Linked DNA regions of Mus musculus: region 2 is linked to region 1. A link is a contact called in public Hi-C data. All regions are on one chromosome and are shown on one strand. Each heading gives the region's core, a stretch centred on a gene start, on an enhancer-like site or on the middle of the called end of the contact. The rest is flanking DNA. Distances are from core to core; before and after follow the strand shown.

Region 1 (4,002 bases), core at 711-3,210:
CTGAAACACTCCTAGCTTGTGTGTGTCTATATTACTTTGTTTTATCTTTATGAAGCAATCTCTATTTTGGTTCTTTTAAGGTTTTTAACAAATAATCATCTTGAAAACAATTTTTCTGGAATATATTCAATTTTCAGTCTGAGACGCTGGAATAGGGACAGAAGTGGTGTGTCTCCTCCAGGGAAGGTGACAAATGTTACGCTTGCTCTCAGTGACACTTAGATGTTTACACAGTGATCTGGAGAGCTTGCCCTTTAACTGTAGGGTTGGCCCCAGCATTCAATGAGATTTAGCTGATGCTCTCTCATTTCCTTGTTTTTGAACATTATATGCAGGCTCCCAGGAAGTGCTGTTAGAACAGTAGAGAGAGCTCTCTGATGACCAAAATTATCCTGCTACCTAAAATAACATCCACTCTGCCAACCCCTGCTGTAATGTAACAGTGTTGAGGGAAGGTTAAAGGGAGAGCGGGATGGGGCCGGACTCTATAGGAGAGAGCTATAAAAGAAGGCTTTGAATATGCTTATTTTTCACTAACCTTACCTGTCACCAGCTTCAGATGGAACACACCATTTGGGTAACAGTAATAACTAGTTACCAGCCCACTCCAAACACCAGCTCTTGGGAAGGCTTACTTCTTGTTGCATTTTCTTTCTCTGTGTCCTTCAGTGTGTGCATTGGCCTTTTCCACAGGAGTTGCAACTTTGTCGCCCACTGCTGAACCCCTCTCTCATTCTTACCAGAAACCCCTGAGTACCTCTCCTCAGTAGCAGGCAGGTGGACGATGCTGATGATTGTGATATTAAGAGGCTAATTAGCCCTGGAGAACAGTGGCAGCCCTGCTGCTCTGCATACATAGTCACAGTGCAGAAATTTATCCATCGCAATGTTACAGGCTGTTCTTTTTTACCCTGAGAGGTGAAAACAAAACAGGAACTAAAAATGGAGTGTGCAGAGCCATCTGGATCTGATGTGGAACTGACAGGATGGGCTGGCAACTTCTCTCATCCTTGTCATGCAGGGGGGAGGCACTGAGGACTCATTAAGCACTCTCCATGCAAGCAGATGGAGATACAGAGGAAAGGCTATGCTATACGTTCTTTGTCAAAGAGCCTTCACCTAAAAACACCTAAAGGCGCCCAGAACTTTCTTTTAAGTGAATATGTAGAGCCATTATGGGTGTCTGTATAATAGGAACTATGGAAGAATTCCTTAAAGAAGTTTGTATGTGAATTTTTTGTGTTGAAATCAAGAGCTACTAGAACATACAAAAGCATGCTAGTTTGCTTAGGCTCCTGAAGTCATTGTGGCGCTGCAGGGCTAAACAGACTTTGAAAGAACGTAGTGTAGGTTTAGGTCTTAGGTTGACTGCTTCTAGATGGATGCCACTGGCCAAGTTCACACTGAATCTGAGCCTCAGGTCTCTTCTCTGCAAAGCGAGTATAGCACTACCAATGTTTGCCTTTCTTAAGCACCAGATGAGTAGTGTGAAAGCGGCATAGCCTAACAGCTCTATGGTGACTTGGTCTCTATTGTTTGAAATAGAAATATTTTACTTTCCTAATTGTAAATCTATTTTTTTTCAGAAAAAAAATATAAATATATAAGACAGTAACAGTGATTTCTGTTGTCAAAGAATTGACTGCTGCTGTATTCTAATGGTTTGCTTGATAGAGGTTGTTTGCCCCCATTTACAATAATAGCATCATACTACACATCTTGCTTGTGAAAATAGGTTTTAATTTAAGGTTATGTGCGAGAATGTAAGCTACTATTATTTTCACTGCAGAAAAGGAAGCAACTGATTTGAAGCCGAAGAAACCACAAATACAAGCAGCATATGGCCTTCCCTCACTGTGTCAAAGTGAATTATTCATGAGCGTTTGTCAGAAATATCCGGCGCTACTGAGTTGTTCTGGAACAAAGAGTACAAATTCTAGGCAGTGATAACTCTGCGTGCAATTCAACTTGTTTTTACTTTCTATCTGGCCATGAGGCAGAGCTCTCTGTGCTGGAGCCCTTAGCATGTAGATGAATGAGCTTCAGCCAATAGAGTATGAGGAAAAGGAAACACACTCGATCCTCTCAGGTGATTGGTAACATGTGTGTCCTTGCTGTGGCTCCCTCTTCTGCCCTGTGAATGGAAGGAGCCTCAGACGCGGGTCCACCTGCTGCCAAGCACATGCTGGCCTCAAACTACATGAGTAAGAAATGTGCTTTCACTAGCCTACTGAATTTCAAACGTTTATATTATAGTAGCACCCTGGGCCTAGCTTAACTAACGAAGCTTTCAGCATACTTCCAAGTGACAAAATACAGCCATTGCTCAGTATTCATGGGAGATGAAGCCAGGACAGCAACAGATACCCAAGTCTGCAGATGCTCAAACTCCTCATTAAAATGTCCTTGTATCTGCATAGAACCTAGACGTTACAACCCTACTTCTATACATTATATTTTCTGTAGATGATGTGCAATAGCTAACATGGTATAGAAAAAGTGCGCAGTTCCTCCACTGCACTGCTTGGACAATAATGGGACAGAAGAAATGCTGTTCGTATTCAGTACAAGGATAATTTCCTCAAATGATTTTGAAGTGCAGTTGGTCAAACCCCCATAGATGTAAAACTCTCCAGTAGGGTTGTATAGACTGAAAACTGGAGTCAATCCAAAACTTTCTTGACTTATAGAAAGAGCTGGAAAACATCAAGAATTTTAATTTCAGAAGTAAAACGAATGAATTTTAATCTCTGGCACAAATAAGTTTCCTTCTACTTCCTTATTAAAACTTCTTAAATTGCTATTTTCAGAGATGAAGTCTGAATCTAAAATTGAGACTGAAAATGCAAATATCTCTACGAGAGGCAGCAACACGTTTATTTTACCGTAAGGTGTGAACAATGGATATAATTTTTAGAGCTAAAATTCAGGGAAAGGTGAAAAGAAGCTAAGAGACACAAAGACCCTGGCAGCAAAAGGAACGCATAATGAAGAGAGAAAAATAAAAAGAAAGGAAAAGGACTGTTCAAAGGTCAAATACCTCAAAGTATGTCTGAGAACAACTGGATGAAATGTGTCAATCAAAGGCACAACTATTAGTCTAATAATGATCATGAATGGAGAAATGAATGTCGGAAATTGTGAAGTCTGAGGTTTCCTCTTACTTGCAACCTAACAAATTGCCTTGACATCTTGTAGGAACCTGTGAAAGATACAACACTGTCAGGTCAGAGACAGATCACTGTGCACAGGGTTTAGCAGACCACAAACTTCATCCTGCTGTGCCAGGCACCAAGGAGGAGGGTGCAGGAGAAAGCCAGTGGATGTGACACATAGTGAACGTCACACCTCCGCTCAGGCAAGCTGTGCTTAGGAAATCTTCAGACGTTGGCTGTAACCAAGACCAAGAGATACTTGTCCCGAAGAGAGACACTATCTTTATTACACAGAACAGCAAGTGAATCTGCTGAGCGCTTCAGAAAAGGCCAGCTCTTCTGTTTTCCAAAGGTGCTTATTTGACACTACTCCTTGGAAAGAGAGCTGAAGTGCCAGTTCACCCAGGACAAGCAGAAACACGGAGACACCCTGGAGCATTGTCTCAGCTATCCCAATGGGTCATAGCTTAGCATTTCATAGGGGGGAAAGCACTAAAGGATGCCAGTGACTCTAAAGAAAGCTGGTGGTAGAGCCTCAAAGAGATGCTTAGAAATGTGCTGTGGAGAAAGCCCCGTGTCTTAGAATAAGACTCGAAATTCAGTCGGGACTCTTTCAGTTACTACCTATTTGACTTTGTGAAAGCTGCATGGTCTCAAGTTTTTCATCTTAAAGGCATAGAAAGATACATATTATAGAAAGATATGCATTATCTTTACATATATAGAAAGATATGTACTATTTTACTAATAATGCATGGTCTAGTTACTGCAGGAAATAACCATAAATAACCACATGTAAGTAGAGCAGACTAATACATAACACACATTGCTATCTCAGTACTTGAAA
Region 2 (4,002 bases), core at 834-3,333, 540 kb before region 1:
CATCCTGACTGATCTATGCTGGACAAACATAGACCTACAAAAGCAACTCGAAGCTTGACAGACCACAGATATTACTTTCCAGGTAGTGAGTCAGAGCACTGGCGAACAAAGCCAAAGGGTAAAAATGGGACGGTAAACTGAGTGGCAGGCTTAAAAACTTCTAAATTAGCAATTTGTACAACTGTGGAGTAGTAAATCTGTGAATATTTGATTTGAACTAAAACAAGTGATAGTCAGAATTTTCACCCTGGAAGATTCAGGAGTCAAAGGAAACGGAGAGCAGAAACCAGTGAGAGATGAGATTGTTTTAAGTTCACTCAAAGGAAGTCTTGCCATGCCTCAGATTCCTGGGGCACTCACACCTTTTTCATCCGGTGTTCAGGGTACCATCTGATCTGATCAGTGCTCTCTCCCACCACTGTCAGTGATGTCTTGTCAATTCAGGGCCTGGCTCTGTCTACTCCTTTTGGTATTTCTGCCATGTCACTCCACACAGCTTCTCTGGCACAGCTGTCTGTCACCTTCCCCCGCCACTGCCCCTTGCTCTCCATGTTCATTGCTTTCCTTAGAATGCTGTGCACCACTATGCAGTAGTTAAGATGTTTGCTGATGTCTGCTTGTACATTGTTTATTTAATACTTGCTCCTTCCTAGTCACAACTTCTAGTGTGATTTTATACATTAGAGCAAGACTGCTGGTTTTATCCAACTTTATTTTACTGTTTGACATTCTAATGTTAAAGAAAAAAAGAAAGGAGTGGTGGAGGAGAGATGGCCTAGCCAGAAAGTGGAATGAGAGAGAACCAACCCCTCAAATTACCTGAGGGAGCGAGAGACGGATGAAGAGAGGGAAAGAGGGAAAGAGGGAGAGAGGGAAAGAGGGAGAGAGGGAGAGAGGGGGAGGGGGAGAGGGAGAGAGAACAAGTAACTGCTACGATATTATTACATGTTATTACATTAGTTATAACTCTTCCTAAAGTGCTCACCACACTTTGAAACTAAGTAAGTATAAATATATGTATATATTTATATTATATATCTCTATATCTATCTATCTATCTATCTATCTATCTATCTATCTATCTATCTATCTATCTATCTGAACACATGCTGGCTTCCCTACCACCTTCAATACTAACCTGCTTCAGAGGGGGAGGAGTCAGCAAGAATGAACAGCTATGGATTGTTCAACTGTTAGCAGTACCATGCTTTTCAGCAAGTTCCAAACACATTTAAAGGAAAACCATTGCAACTAACTTCCCCAAACCCCGCAAGCTAACATTCAATTAAATTACTGAACAAAAGAGGTTGAACAAGCAAAGGAGGAGCAGGAGACTGGGAGGTCAAGGGGGGGGGAGGGGGAAGAATAAAGTTTTTATATGTATATTGTATACAAATATAAATACATACATATATTTATTTTAAAAAAACCAGTATGCCAAGATGCATGTCTCATTTTGAGCACAGCTCTATCGACAAAATTTTATCTTAAAACACTTCATTTTGGCTCCCTGACATTTGGATAGAACTTCAAATTACAAAGTGCTTTCTTCTTAGACCTTTCATCTGGGAGAAAAATGACCTGCATCAAAATCAAGCAAAGGGGGATGTAACAAAGTCACCGATTGGCTGAATAACGACCTCTGGACCACTTGCGATTGCAGCCACAGCTGCAGAGATGGGCATTTCTGTTCTCCGTTAGATTCTCTTTGCATTACAAGGTTGGCCTTCCCAGATAATTGGATGTTCTGTCTCCTGCCTCAGGTGGTGCTAACACAGCCTAAAACCAGGGGAGCTCACGTCCTTCCTGGCAGACTCAGAGGGCAATCCTCCTCCTGCATGCCTTTCAGGTACAAATTCCAGACAGCATCCAAACTTCCATGGGGACTCTCTGAAGAGTTCGTTCCCATGACTCCCAGGCAGATTTGTTAGCATATCCGTGTTCTTACTGATTCACTTTCTGTGCTAGACTCATTGTATTATCCTCCTGCCTTGGTTGAAAATTACATCATCGTGTGCCGGTAAGAAGGCCCAGCTGTTCTCAAGCTTGACCCATGAGGTCATCGTTCCAGTCGAGGGCCATTTTCAAGTCCTTGTCTTTGTTGCTCACGTAACCCGAATGGGAGAGTAGCTTACTGACGTATCCAGCCCTCTCAATCCCCTCTGATCTGACATTATACAGGTAATGCATTTGACTTACACATTCTCCAGCCTTCCCTTCTAACAGAACACGTGGCAGGAAGAGAGCGGAGACTGCAGCATGGGCTTCAGCAGCTCCAGATTTAGACCAGTGCGCAAGCCTGTGCTGTTGAATGCAACTGTCTCCGGCAAGCAAAGAAAATACAGAGCATGTGCTGTGCCATCATCTTCTATTCCACGCTTAGCCTCACGCCCAGTATTTTAGCCTACAGAGTCCTGAAAATTGCATTCGCCAGACCTGACATCTTAGACTGACAATAATTACTACGCAGGTGAACTCCATCTTAATTAAAATATGTACAGGGAGCCAAGGAGTTAAAAAAAAAGGACATCAAATTCAGCAGCCTATTAATAGCTTTAGGATTGCCAGGCAGAAATACATCATGCTATAAAAAGTGAAAAACTGTTTTGCACAGTGCATCTTTACAGGATGTTGCAGAAGTGGATTACACAAAGGAAATAAAGTTTACCTTTGATGCTCTCTGTTTTTATTTTTCCACGCTTCCGATGCAGGAGGAGACCTCGACTTCAGATTGTTGCTGTCCTTGATAGCATTAACCAGATGTCACTCTTAGTATGAGATGCTCAAGAGCGCTGAAATATAACAAATGCAATCATTAGCCATGATGACTCATTTGAAGCAGAGACTCACTGAGGGCTGATCTCGTAAAAAAGTGACACCAGCAGCCATTAAATCCAATGAAGTGTGACGAAGAGTTGTATTGGAAATCTACGTGGTGGTGCTGGTGGTGAGGCAGTGTTCGGCGTCTTTATGCATCGCAGAAAGTCAAATCAACCAGGCCAAAATAAAATATCATTATTATAAATAGGTTTGATAAGCTAGAAAATGCTTGTCTATGAATATCAATTATATTCTCCTTAAAAATAATAAAGGGAGGCTAGGAGAAATGACTCAGTGGTTAAGAGCATATTCTGCATTTGTGGAGGACTCGATTTAAGTTTATAGCATCCCCCCTCCCCACACACTGAAACACACACATATGAGAGTCCATGCCATCTGTAATGCTGGCTCCAGGGATCTGATACCTCTGGCCTCTGCAGGCACCTGCATTCATGTGCAAAGATCACCCCACAACATACACACACAACTGAAGATAATACACACAAATCTTTAAAAAGCTATAAAGTACAAATATCAAGTACTTGAATTTGTAAGGCCCAGCATATGCATATGATTTTAATAATTTCCTGGTAACTACATGTTTTATTAATACAATACTCCAACTAACCAACCATAGTCTAAAAAGGAGTAAAAACTGCCATTATTTCCATTGTCTCTTTGACCTCATAGCAGGGTCCAACACAGCATACTATTCCCAAGTGTGCAGCCAGGGCTTTGCTGATGCCTAAGCCAGGGCAGTCATAGGATGATCAGTGATTCTTCCTTAGAAGGTGACAAACAAAAATTATATCTGGGCCACATTGTGGGATGGGGATTGCCTGGGACCACATCACGTGCTGTGTGGGAAGCTGTGACTCTCCTTTCTAGCAGGTCACACACAGAAGGCCTCATCACACAAATGGCCTGCTGTTTTAATGTTCTGGGTGGGGGGTGGGGTACACCAAGATCTGCTCCTGTTGCTTTGCTTTTGTTTTTTAAAGCAAAAATAATTCTGTGTGCCTTGCTGGCATATAAAAATAGTTTCAGAAGAGAAAGGGAAAAGTACATGTAAGCAATAAGTAGAATTATAGTCAGACTCACCATTGAGATTAATAATGTGACTGCTGATTTAACCTAACCACTGTAAGACTTTTTATACAGAGTTTATGGTTCAGAGCAGGG

Evidence for each region. Hi-C and Micro-C count contacts between places; a contact is called where the count stands out from the background.
Region 2: a Hi-C map of cortical neurons shows a contact between it and region 1, with 1.8 times the contacts expected there. The contact joins two enhancer-like sites. A contact is called at or near these places in 1 of 484 Hi-C or Micro-C datasets (cortical neurons) and 1 of 115 datasets of contacts at active chromatin or transcription factors (bone marrow-derived dendritic cells).

What each region holds. Positions count from the first base shown.
Region 1 is chr17:69,767,184-69,771,185 of GRCm38.p6, reverse strand. No RefSeq gene overlaps it. Among named protein-coding and RNA genes, the nearest start is that of Gm36594, 150 kb to the left of the region's middle. Within about 2 kb of position 1,960, at least 32 of the 459 cell types and tissues checked have an H3K27ac peak or open chromatin away from gene starts, as enhancers often do. A contact at or near this core is called in cortical neurons, where this site is marked.
Region 2 is chr17:70,306,837-70,310,838 of GRCm38.p6, reverse strand. It overlaps a transcript of Dlgap1 not described here. Among named protein-coding and RNA genes, the nearest start is that of Dlgap1, 120 kb to the left of the region's middle. Within about 2 kb of position 2,083, at least 26 of the 459 cell types and tissues checked have an H3K27ac peak or open chromatin away from gene starts, as enhancers often do. A contact at or near this core is called in cortical neurons, where this site is marked.